Linked DNA regions of Sus scrofa: regions 1 and 3 are each linked to region 2. Evidence: chromatin contacts called from public Hi-C data. All regions are on one chromosome and are shown on one strand. Each heading gives the region's core, a stretch centred on a gene start, on an enhancer-like site or on the middle of the called end of the contact. The rest is flanking DNA. Distances are from core to core; before and after follow the strand shown. Region 1 has its middle 56 kb from the start of ATP2A2. Region 2 overlaps IFT81 (intraflagellar transport protein 81 homolog). Region 3 overlaps P2RX7 (P2X purinoceptor 7).

The links. A called contact is a pair of places that touch in the nucleus more often than the background predicts.
Region 1: a Hi-C map of subcutaneous adipose tissue shows a contact between it and region 2, with 3 times the contacts expected there. The contact joins two enhancer-like sites. A contact is called at or near these places in 1 of 5 promoter capture datasets (liver), 17 of 47 Hi-C or Micro-C datasets (alveolar macrophages, blood, embryonic fibroblasts and 7 more) and 2 of 2 datasets of contacts at active chromatin or transcription factors (alveolar macrophages and skeletal muscle).
Region 3: a contact with region 2 is called in a Hi-C map of fetal heart ventricle, with 4 times the contacts expected there. The contact joins two enhancer-like sites. A contact is called at or near these places in 2 of 47 Hi-C or Micro-C datasets (embryonic fibroblasts and fetal heart ventricle).

The regions. Positions count from the first base shown.
Region 1 is chr14:31,617,294-31,621,222 of Sscrofa11.1, reverse strand. No RefSeq gene overlaps it. Among named protein-coding and RNA genes, the nearest start is that of ATP2A2, 56 kb to the left of the region's middle. Within about 2 kb of position 2,007, at least 27 of the 83 cell types and tissues checked have an H3K27ac peak or open chromatin away from gene starts, as enhancers often do. A contact at or near this core is called in alveolar macrophages, retroperitoneal adipose tissue and subcutaneous adipose tissue, where this site is marked.
Region 2 is chr14:31,505,763-31,509,901 of Sscrofa11.1, reverse strand. The region is part of intron 2 of IFT81 (intraflagellar transport protein 81 homolog); the gene reads right to left. Among named protein-coding and RNA genes, the nearest start is that of P2RX7, 31 kb to the right of the region's middle. Within about 2 kb of position 1,496, at least 33 of the 83 cell types and tissues checked have an H3K27ac peak or open chromatin away from gene starts, as enhancers often do. A contact at or near this core is called in alveolar macrophages, retroperitoneal adipose tissue and subcutaneous adipose tissue, where this site is marked.
Region 3 is chr14:31,430,704-31,434,766 of Sscrofa11.1, reverse strand. The region is part of intron 8 of P2RX7 (P2X purinoceptor 7); the gene reads left to right. IFT81 (intraflagellar transport protein 81 homolog) reads right to left here. Exons shown (of 20, transcript XM_021073043.1): 2 at 3,700-3,769. Among named protein-coding and RNA genes, the nearest start is that of IFT81, 7.2 kb to the right of the region's middle. Within about 2 kb of position 1,781, at least 2 of the 83 cell types and tissues checked have an H3K27ac peak or open chromatin away from gene starts, as enhancers often do.

The DNA of each region.
Region 1 (3,929 bases), core at 758-3,257, 110 kb before region 2:
CGGCTAGGGGTCGAGTTGGAGCTGCAGCTGCCAGACTATGCTACAACCATAGCAATGAAGGATTTGAGTCTTGTCTGTGACCTACACCGCAGCTCACAGCAATGCCGGACCCTCAACCCACTGAACAGGGCCAGGGATCGAACCTGCATCCTCAAGGATAATAGTCAGGTTTATTACTGCTGAGCTACAATGGGAACTCCCTTGAATTTAAATCTCTAAGTTTCATTGCAGAGCTGTTCATAAAGTAAAAAACTGGAATCAATCTAAATATCCAGCAACAGGAGACATACATGATTTAAAGACTTTCACAGATAAAATTTTAAATTGCAATCTACAAAGCTTCCATTTGCACTGTATCTAAAACTATTACTCCTTTTTTAATTTTTCTTTTTTGACTGCACCCGTGACATATGGGTTTCTGGGCCAGGGATTGAATTCAAGCTGCAGCTGCGATCTATGCCACAGCTGCAGCAATGCTGGATCCGTAACTCACTGTGCCTGTCCAAGGATTGAACCCAGGCTGCTGAAAAGACAATGCCAGATCCTTAACCTGCTCACCACAGTGGGAGCTCCTCCAATTTTATTTTTGGCTGCACTTGCAGCATGTGGAAGTTTCCCACCAGGTCAGAGATCGAACCCATGCCATAGTAGTAACCAGAACCACAGGAGTGACAACGTTGAATCCTTGACTGCTAGGCTACCAGGGAGCTCCTATTACTCATTTCTTTGATGCATTTACTTGATGATCATTTTTACTATATTTCTCTCATATAATTGGTAGAATTTTTTTTCCTTTTTCTTTTTAGGGCCACTCCTGCAGCATATGGAGGTTTCCAGGCTAGAGGTTGAATTGGAGCTGCAGTTGCTGGCCTACACCACAGCCACAGCAATGTGGGATCTGAGCTGCATCTGTGACCTACAACACAGCTCGTGGCAATGCCAGATCCTTTAACCTGCTGAGCGAAGCCAGAAATTGAACCCGAATCCTCATGGATACTAGTCGGGTTTTTAACTCACTGATTTACAGTAGGAACTCCAGTAGAGTTTATTTCTAATCATTTAGAAAAGCAGTTAAGTTTGTTCTTCAGGTACAGTAAGGAAACACATTTTAAAAAAAAGAATTGTAAGAAGCATTAAATATAATTTCACACATATTATAGTTCATAAATGGACATCAACCTGTCTGGATATACACAGCCAGTATATTCATGGGTCATATTGCAGGACAACATGGCAGTTAAAGTCTTAGACTCTGGCTCTGCCATGGTTATTAGCTGTGTAATACTGTGGAAGCTTTTCTGTGCCTCAGTTTCCTCATCTATAAAGTGGGGATAAGAGTATCTACACTTCATAGGGTTATTTTGAGAGTCACATTGGTTCCTATACATAAAGCACTTAGGACAGTGTCTCATACATACTAGGTGTTCAATAATGAGTTAGCTGCCAGCATCATCATCTTCACCATCATCATGATTATAATGACTACAGAGCTTCAGGGAGTAAAATTTGTTCAATCTTGCTTTGCCTAACTGCTATTTAAAAAAATTTTCCCGTCCTCTGTAAATCTGCTTCACTTTTAGAACCAACAAACTAATCAAGCTGTGTCTTTAACAGTGGAACAGGCTCCCTCGTGAGGAGTGAGCTGCACTGCGGTTATCTACTGAGGCTGGAAAGCAAGTTGCTACAGGCACTACTGTATTGATTTCTGACTGTGTAGAGGTTGAAAGAGATCCCTCAAAGGTTCCAACAGATCTAATGAATGATTACACGAATCATTCTGAGGTTCCTTTCAAACTCCAAAATTCTATGACTTTACCAGGTTATCATGGGCAGTGCTAAAGCAGCAGTCTTGCCAGGAACCTGCCATTAGTTAACACTCTGAAGTGAGGCAGAAACAAAGACTTTCACTGAAAAACAGAGATCTTTAGTCTCCTCTGTGTTCTGAATAGTGAATTTCCATAGCAGTAAACCAAGTTCCGTGACTCAAGTCTCTCAGCAATTCTAGAAAGGAAACTGAAATTATCAGTGTTTGCTGAGAAAGTACTTACAGTTTGCCAAAAGAGGGAGCATGGGAGCAGAAAGCATATTTTGTCCATCTTTAAAAAAATGTTTGTTTGGATTTTGTGTTTTAGTTTTTGATTCCTTTTGCAAGGACAGGATGAGACTGCACAACAGTTACAAATAACTTTCTTTTTTAAAGACTGCCTTAAGGCAGAAGGGTCAAAGACAATATATAGATGACTTTAAAGGATCCCTCTCTTTTCTCCTCAGACAAAACATTCACCTCATGGCTGGTTGCTGGACATCAAACAGCTGTAATTAAACTGCTCTCATTAAAAGGAAAGAGAGGAGGAGCTAAGCCAGTAGCTTCTCCTGAGGAGAGAAATAATCACATATTTAATAAAAGGGCAACTTTAACTTTATTTCTCTTCCTGGCTGCCATGGATTGTTTAAAACAGGATTCATTATATGCACAATCTAGATCTCACCTTTACTACAACATTGGAGACGTTATCAATAACAACCCAGTTTAAGGAAAGTTAATTATTGGGGGGTTAACTTACCCACCCCCTAGGGCCAAACACTCCATGCCACTCAAAAGGAATGATGTAAGCACCTAGAACCTTTTGTAGAAACAAGTCTTTGATTCACACTCATTAGTCACTAACGTTGGGAGAAGGCCTGTGTAAGACAAGGAAGTTTCTATAAGACACACACATCCATATGAAGCCATTTTTCAATACAAATTTTATTTCAGTACAAAGGTAGCTCTGGCAAGCTATTCATTTGTGCATAGTTTCAAATTCAATTCAGAATTCTGCAAATTTATATATTTTTAGTTTGAGCAACATATTCAGTCTCTTATTCAAATTACCAAAAAGTGCTCTGTATCGTGTTGCATAAAAGCTTTAGAATTTCACTTGGAAAATGCAGAGCTTAAAATTTTCCAAAAAAACTGTATGTTACATAAACTAATTATTTGATAGTTTAATGAAATGGCTTCTTTTATTATTGTTCACTGCTGCATTAAAGCAAAATGATACAAAGTATTAATCTAAAGAAGAAAGTTAAATATTCTATAATTTCCTGAGATCTGGTTTAATTTCCACAGGTCTTTAAACAATGTTCTAAGAGCATTCTGCTACATTTTCTGGACCTGGAAAATACATGATGTTGGACTGAGTTGTTAATAGATTTATAACCGAAAAGACATTATCTTGTATTATAAGATTCTTCTCAAAGGATAACCTTTAAAGTTGGATTATGTCCTTAACTAATACAGAAAGTAAGATAAGCAGTGGCCTTTTGAAATTTACAGTTTAAGTCAGTCTCATGCAACAGTTGGCAACACTGGATCCTAGGAGGAGAAAATCTGTGAACACAGAAGCATATTTCACAGGCTACATTTTCTCCTTTACTTGGGCCATTATGTGCAAGACAGATTATTTTCCAAAACAATTAAGTACTCTCATCAATTAGCCAGCTAGAGTATCAATCCTGAAGGAAAAATGTAATAAGCTCTTCTTCTGTAAGTGCCACCTGTCAAAAACTGTCAGAGTTAGTCAAAGCTTTGCAATGTTCCAATCGAATCATGAAATGAGTGGAAAGACACTGTACAAAGCCTATTAAGTTGCATTACTAAATGTCCAATGTTACATAAAAACTATAAATAACTCTGTACTTTTAGGGCTTTTTTTTTTTTTTTCCAATTTGCTTTTCTTGAAGTAATAACGATGTTCTGCTTCAGTTAATAAAGTAATTTTGGAGTTACCATAGTGTTTAATCCACATACTCTTTCTGTGTGGAATAAAGATGGCAAGCAATAATCAAATCAGAATTATAAGCATTCCTTGGCGTATCTGTCATTAAAATTTTTTTAAATTAAGAGAAGAGCACCAAAGACAGTGAAGGCTGAAAAAACTAATCAC
Region 2 (4,139 bases), core at 247-2,746:
CCCTCTCATGTTCAAGGAAAGGCAACATTAACTCTACCTCTTGACTGCGGAATGGCATGTGCATACCAGGAATGATGTTTGCCAAATTGTTGGCAGACATGTTTGCAGATAATCTACCACAACTGTTTTGTGGAAGTTTTATTTCAGCTGCATAAACTGCATATGTGTTCACTGGGTCACACAACAAACATATTTCTTACTGTGAGTCACAGCCAAAAGGTTTAAAAATCACGCTTCTTCCACAACCCTTTTTTTTTTTTTTTTTTTTTGTCTTTTTGCCATTTCTTGGGCCTCTCCCGCGGCATATGGAGGTTCCCAGGCTAGGGGTTGAATCGGAGCTGTAGCTGTCGGCCTAGGCCAGAGCCACAGCAACGCGGGATCAGAGCCACGTCTGCAACCTACACCACAGCTCATGGCAATGCCGGATCGTTAACCCACTGAGCAAGGCCAGGGATGGAACCCGCAACCTCATGGTTCCTAGTCGGATTCGTTAACCACTACGCCATGACGGGAACTCCCCACAGCCCTTTTTAAATATCTTCCATAGCACTCAGTATTCACAGAACTTAATTTACTTTATTGCATATCGCCCCCATTAGAATACAAGCTCTCTGAGGGCAGGGACCTTGTCTGTCTTGTTCACTGCTATATCCCCAGCACCTGTCAGGGCTTGGCACTTAATACGTGCTTAATAAACACTAGTTGTTATTGAGTAGATAGTAACGGTTATCACTTATTGGGTGCTGAGCACTTAAAAGCATTATCTCATTTAATTTGTTCAACACATTTGAGCTTCTGCTATGTGCTGGTGAAACAACACCGAACAAAACAGACAATGATCGCTGCCACACAGAGTTTATGTTACACTATGATACTAGAATAGTATCCAGTAGATTTGGTGATTCTGTTTTGACAGATAAGGAAACTGAGAGTCAGAGGGGTCAGGCAATTTGCCCAAGGTCACGCAGCTAATAATTTCACCCTGACACCTGGCTCTTTTCCACTGTGCCGCAGATGTTGGGTTTTACCCAGAGATGGGCCTAAATGGTTACAGATTTCAATTCCTGCAATTGCATCTCTGAAGGATCAGACTTCTTTCTGGGAATCAGGCACAAGGCAGTGGGAAGAGGCGAGTCCCATGACCTCAGAGTCCCTGTCTCCCTCGCTCCCAACCCCCCCCACCAATTCATGATGACGTCTCACACCTGGGGTGTTGCAGATTTGAGCCACAGGTCTCAGTCACCCCCCACTGCCTTATCGGCATGTGACATCCCCAAGTGGCCGGGGCCTGCAGACCTGGCAAAGAATGCAGCTCGAACAAAAATAAACCTGCCACATTCTTTGGCAGCCCCTTGCCCCTTCCCGCTCCCCAGCCATCCATCCTCACAGCAGAGCCTGCCAGAGAAGGCCAAGTGAGGGAGCGCAGGGTGGAGGAAGTGCTGCTGCAGTCCAACCCTGAGAAAGAGAGCGAGAGGGGAAGAGAGGAAGAGAAAGAGAGAGAGAGATCACCTTATATGGGAGTGTGCGCAGACAATGTGTGGCAATGGCTTAGAGGGCAGCGGAGGGCAGATACCAGACAGATGGAAGAAATTAAACATGGGACAGAGCGTGTTCCTGGGCCCTGAAAACAGCTCTTGTTTCACAGCAAGTTCGCACAAAACCTGGCCCGTTTTCCTTTTTTGCCTAAGCCAAGCAAGATGTGTGTCCTAAACTCTACATGACTTTGAGTCAGGTTCCTGACTCTGGCTTTGGCCGAGGTCTCAATCCTCTCAAGTCATTTCTTTGACGAACAAGATTCCTCTCAGCAAAAAAAAAAAAAAAAAAAAAAAAAAAAAGAAAGACTGGGCCTGTTTCCCAAGAGTTTCCAATATTTCTCCAAGGCACATAAATTAGTGGTTAATGAGTAACTACCCCTTCATTTCTCATTCATTCCTTCATTCAACAAATATTGAAGACCAGTTATGTCCTGTGCACTGAGCCAGGGTCTGGAAAGACAGTGATGATGACGATGGTAACAGTCATAATAATAATAATAAGAGTTACCATTTGTTGATTTGCACTTATTGATAAATATTTCAATTCATAATAAGTTATTTAGTACCTTCTATGGTCTAGTCATTAGTGACACTGAATATTAATTCAGAGTTATCCAGTCCTTGCCAGTGTGGAGTTTACAAGGAGGAAGGGGAGCAGAAATGACAGCTATTGTACAAGTGATCCTATTGGATCTTAACAACAGCTTTTTGAACTGGGGTTTTCCAACCTCAGTGCTATGGACATTTTGGGTTGGATCATTCTTTGTTCTGGGGTGTGTGTGTGTGTGTGTGTGTGTGTGTGTGTGTTGGGAGGGGCTGCTCTGTGTACTGAGGGATATTTAGCAATATTCCTGGCCTCTACCCGCTAGGCATCAATAGCAATAACTCCTCTCCCTTTAGTTCCTCAGTTGTGACAACCAAAAACTGTCTCTAGACATTGCCAAATGTCCCTGGGGGACAAATATCACTTCTGGTTGAGCATCACTTTTTCAATAGATGAGGAAGTAGAGACTCAGGGCAGGTTATAAAAATTCCTTAAGATCATACCACTGGCAAGTAGGGCTCATACCCTGGTCATTCTGATTCCAAAGCCCATGGGCCTAACCATTACAGTGTAAAACCCCATTTCCTAGGCAACAGATGCCTGTAGGTTTGGATGGCTAAGACCTCATTAGCTCATTTCACAAGATGGAAGTCAACTGTGCTAGTACGGATCCTCCGAGAAGCAGATGCCAAGATGGGCATCCACTTGCAAGAGATTTACTTAGGATTTACTTATTTATGCCTTTGGAGGATAAAGAGGAAGGGAGTGGGGGTAGGCAGGAGACTGTTCAGACTGTGCTGCTGGTCTGATACCTTGGAAGGAGAGGGGGAAGGAAGGATGTGATAGGAAGAGCCTTGGACAGTGGCACAGTTCTAAGAGTTTTGGCTATGCTGAAGGGGATTCCCCAGCCACAGTCAGCTATAAGAGGAATTCTAGGTTGGGAAGCAGGGATGCTACACTAGTACTCCCACTGTGCTCTGTCATTGGCTGCGAGCAGCCCGGGAGGTATGACCTCAGCATGAACTTGGTGGACCCAGAGGAGTGGGAGTGAGGCTGTCAGGCAGCCAGGCTTATCGAAGCAGACTCTATTGAAGGAGTTCTGAGTGGTGCGCTCCACCGCTACCATGTCATCAGGGAAGTGTTACCCAGAGTGGCATTCAACTTAAGGCAAGGAGATGGAAAAGGCACTGGTGATGTGGTGGGCAGCAAAGCCACGCTGGCATCCTTTAAGCAAAAGGGCTCATTTTCCTTGAAATATTTTAAGCTATTAGTTTCAAATCTAATGGAAAAGGAGCTTTTCTTTCCAGACGTTCCCAATAAATATAGTTGAGTCTCACTGATCCTGATTGGTCTGATCTAGTTATGTGCCCACCCGTGAGCCAATCACTGGCCAGAGGGATGTGGTGTTTTGAGTGGTCAGTTTCGGTCATGTGACCACCTCCAGATGAAAGGGTGGGGGTAAGGGTTGAGGGTTGATAACGGAGAAGGAGTGACTCCCCAGAAGAGAACTGGATGTAGTTATTAGAAGGGGGATGAATTCTGGACAGGCCAAAAAACCCAGATACCTGTTACACCTAGAATCTTCTTCACCACCTTACAATATGCACCCGTTGTCTTCTCTACTCCCACCCCCCACATTCCTACCCTCTTATTGGAAGGCCACCCTCATACCTTCTTTTCTCATTCAAGACACCCAGGTCAATATATAACTGAACCACTTTGCTGTATGCCTGAAACTAACATAACATTATAATTCAACTCTACTTCAATAAAATAAAAATAAAATAAAAAGACCCAGGTCAAGCCTCTCCTATTCAACCATTCTGATTGTGGAACTAGAATAGTTTAGACCAGCAGTGGTACTCCAAGCAGACTATCAAATGATACCCCTGTCCCCAGCTCCAGATTCTGATACCCACCCTTAACCACCAAGATTATCACTGTTTTTGACTATTCCAGTTTCAACAATCAAATTGTTCTTCTGGGAACTCCTAATACAGTGAGAATATAAACCACAGATACACAGACACACACAGACACACAGACACACACGCACGCAC
Region 3 (4,063 bases), core at 532-3,031, 75 kb after region 2:
CATCTGCAACGTATGCTGCCACTTGTGACAATGCCAGATCCTTAACCCACTGACCCAGGGCAGGGATCAAACCTGCATCCTTATGGATACTAGTTGGGTTTGTTACCGATGAGCCACCACGGGAACTCCTCAGCCTGCCATCTTGATTGGAAGTCCTCTTGGTAAGAACAGCTTAAAGACTTCTGACACCATGGGTCTCACTACTTCCTCACTGCAGTCTTATCTTTCTTTTAAAGTTCATGTATGCTTCTGGCTTCTGGACCTGTGAACCCTGTGAATTCTGATTATTTTCCCTCTTGAGCTGGCTAGTGCTGGTTTTGTGCTGATCTATTCTTACTTTGACACTCTACATAGTTCAATCCTCTGTTCCTGACTTTTTCCTATTGGTGATCCGGTGCCCTGAACTTAGTTTCCAGATTATCTCCTATGTTTGAATAATTTTTTCCGACTGACCCTACAACACTAGACCAGCAGTAACTTGGCCTCTCAGTTTAAGGCTTATCACACAGTCTCCACATCCTATCCCTGCCTGTGGGAGCCAGACAGGATTCTGTGACTGTGGTTATGGCTGGTCATTTTGTGCTCTCTTTCCAGACACGAAGTAGGCTTTTGCGGGTCCCCTTTCAGAGAGAGTTGTTGAGTGTACCCCTAAAATAATGGTTACACAATTTGTCTATGAAGCTGGTAGGAAATTGATACTGATGTTCTTCATTCATTAATATATGGAAGAAAAAATATTTGTTGACCCAATGGATATACATTGGTAAACAAAATAGACAAGTTGCTACTTAGCATACATTCTAACAGAACATGAATATAGGTATCATGTAACACAAAATATAAGCAAATTAAAAACTTCAACAAGTCAACATCATTAGTCACCAGGGAAATGCAAATTTAAGCCACAATGAGATATAACTACATGCCCACCAGCATGACTAAATAAAAAGACTGGAAATTTCAAATGTTGGCAAGGAGGAGGAGCAACTGGAATTCTCCTCCTTTCCTAGTGGGAGTGTAAAATGGTACAGCCACATCATAGAACTGTTGGGAAGTTTCTTATAACGTTAAACAGACATCTACCCTATAATCCAGAAATTCCACTCTTAGGTATTTATCAAAGAAAAAGGAAACATGTATCCACACAAAAATTTGCACATGAAAGTTCACAGCAACCTTACTCATAAGAGCCAAAACCTAGAGGCAATCAAACGTGCAATAACAGGTAAATGGAGAAATAATTTTTTATATTTATATAATAAAACACTACCTAATATAAATAAAAATGGAAGAAACTACCGATACACGCAACAACATAAATGAATCCCACAGACATTATGTTGAGTGAAAGAAGCCAGACCCGAATGAGTACATTCTCTGATGCCATTTATATGAAGTCCAAGAACAGGCAAAACTTATCTGTGATGATAAAAGACAGAACAATGGTTGCTGGGCTGGGGTGTGGGGGTGGGAAGAAAACGTAGGAACTGATTTGGGAGGGAGTACAAGAGAATTTTCTGGGGAATGGAATGCTCTAAATCTTGATAGAGATGTAGGTTACACAGGGTATTTATTTGTCAAAACTCACTGAACTGAACCCTTAGGACTTACGCATTTTATTATATGCTGATTATACCTCGATAGAACAAACAGATAAATCTGACAAGACCATTTTAGATGATAATAAATGCTTCTAAGGAAATCAAACAAGATGGTGTGATGGGGGTCGGGGGAGATGCAAGCAGAGAAGGCTTCTCCTAGCACAGGGGAGGAGCCCTGCAGGCAGCCCGTACTTTCCTGAGGATTGAACTCTCCTAGTTAAGAAGAGACACTGCACACAGGAGCCCACAGTAGGGAATCAACTCACAAAGATACTCGCTTCTCTGAATACCTTCGGTCCTAATAGTCTAGACCAGAGTGCTGATCCCTGCTTCAGCATCAGGTGGGATCTTCTTAAAAATGCAATTCTCAGGCTCTACCCCAGACCTACTGAATCAGACACTCTGGGGATTGTCTTCCTAAGCCTTCTAGGTTATTCAGTTGCAAACTCAAGTTTGAGAACCATGCATCTAGACATGGTCCTGGAACCAGACCCACGGGCCTCAGTGGGAGCTTGTTGTGATATAAAATCTCAGCCCCCACTCTCAATTTACCGAATCAAAATCTGCATTTTAAGATTCCCAGGAGATTCATGTGTGCATAAACATTTGAGAAGCACTGGTCTAGCACTCTATTATCTAGCAGCCCAAACATACTTTCTTCTTAGATGTTTCATCTGATTATATTTTGTTTCCGCCACCAGGTTGCTTGCTACCTGGGAGAATGAATAAAAATGTGTCTGTTCATGTGAATACAGGTCAAAGTACACACGTACACGCACACACTCATACACACACCCAAACACATACATTCACTTCTTCCTAACCATTCTGTTAGCACTCTTACTGACTTCTAGAGGGGTCTGCTCAAGCAAATGGATTGAGTTATATTTTATTCAAAAGCAGCATCATTAATTGGCAAACAGCCTTTAACAGCTTTTTGTTTTCATTTTTGGCCTGCACAATGTTTTGAAGTTGAGACATTCTACATAAAAATCTGGAGTTCCTACTTTTTTTTTTTTTTTTGAAAAATTAAACCATCAGATAATCTCTGGGTTCATATGCCACATGGCAGCACTCAGCTAGAGCTGAGTATCAGGATTTTATTTATTATTTATTTATTCATTCATTCATTCATTTATGCTGCCCTGCAGCATATGAAGTTCCTGGGCCAGGGATCAGATCCAAGGCACAGTTGCGATCTACACCACAGCTGCTGCAACACCGTACCCTTTAACCCACTGTTCCAGGCTGGGGATTGAACTTGCTTCCCAGCATTCTAGAGATGCCACAGATACAGTTGCACCTCAGTTGGAACTGCAGTGGTTCCCTTTAGAAAGGGCATTCAGCTTTTGGTTTGCCATGGTCCTCACCATTCCGTATTGCCTTCTACCTGGCTGCATCTCTCATTTCTGTGGACTGCCTGGCTCCTACAGGCATTTGAGTCTGAGACCCTTGACTAAAGGCCAGCTGAGATCCAGACACAAGAGGCTTTTTGCTTTCTCTGGGTCCATGGAGTTTCATCCAAGGCCCTGAAACCAGCTCCTAATTTAGGCAATGTTTTGATCATTCCCTGCTGGTCTACTGAATAGGCTCATGGCCATTAGCAAGCAGAGAGGCCTTGATCGGCGGTCCCCTAACTGCCCCCACAGGCTGTTTTTCCAGCCATCAGCAGACACACGCAGGGCAATGTACCAATCAGATGTTAGCAAACGTCCTTCAAGTCGCTGAGCTAAGCCCAAGAATGTTAGCTCCTGGAGAGATCTGAGCTTTTTGAAGAACGGGTTGTGATGTTAATATTCTTTTAGAACAAAGTGTTAGAGCATTTGTTGTCTGGAATAAGCACCAGAAGAAATCTCAAGCCAAAAATAAATTGTTGAGCTCGGATGGGTAACTGACAAGTTATTTTCAAAGAGCCACACAAAAAAGGAGATTAGAGGTTATATGAGGTACATGAGAGAAAATATGACTTTCTAACTCATAGGAAGTTGAAGGGATTGATCACGTTGCAGAATTTTGTTCTTTACCAAGAGATCTGTGGCAAAAGGTCCTTATTCAATGGTTCAGTTTATTTACCATATGAAAAAAGGGGAAGACTTACATGGAATAGAAGTCAGATGAGCTTCTCTGGTTCAGAAAGGGTCTGTGTGTGGATTTGCTTCCCATGGTTGCTGAAACAAATAACCATAAATATGGTGGCTTTAAACAACACACATTTCTCTCTCATGGGTCTGGAGGCCAGAAGTCCAAAATCAAGGTGTCCACAGGGACACACTCCCTCAGAAAGCTCTAAGGAAGGATCCCACCTTGACTCCTCCAGCTTCTAGGCTCTAGGTGCTCCTTAACTTGTGGCTGCCTCCCTCTGGTCTCTGCCTCCGTCTTTGCATGGCCTTCTCCTCTGTTTCTCTCCCTACCTCCCTTCTTTCCTCCCTCCCTTCCTTTCTTCCTTCCTTCCCTTCTTCCCT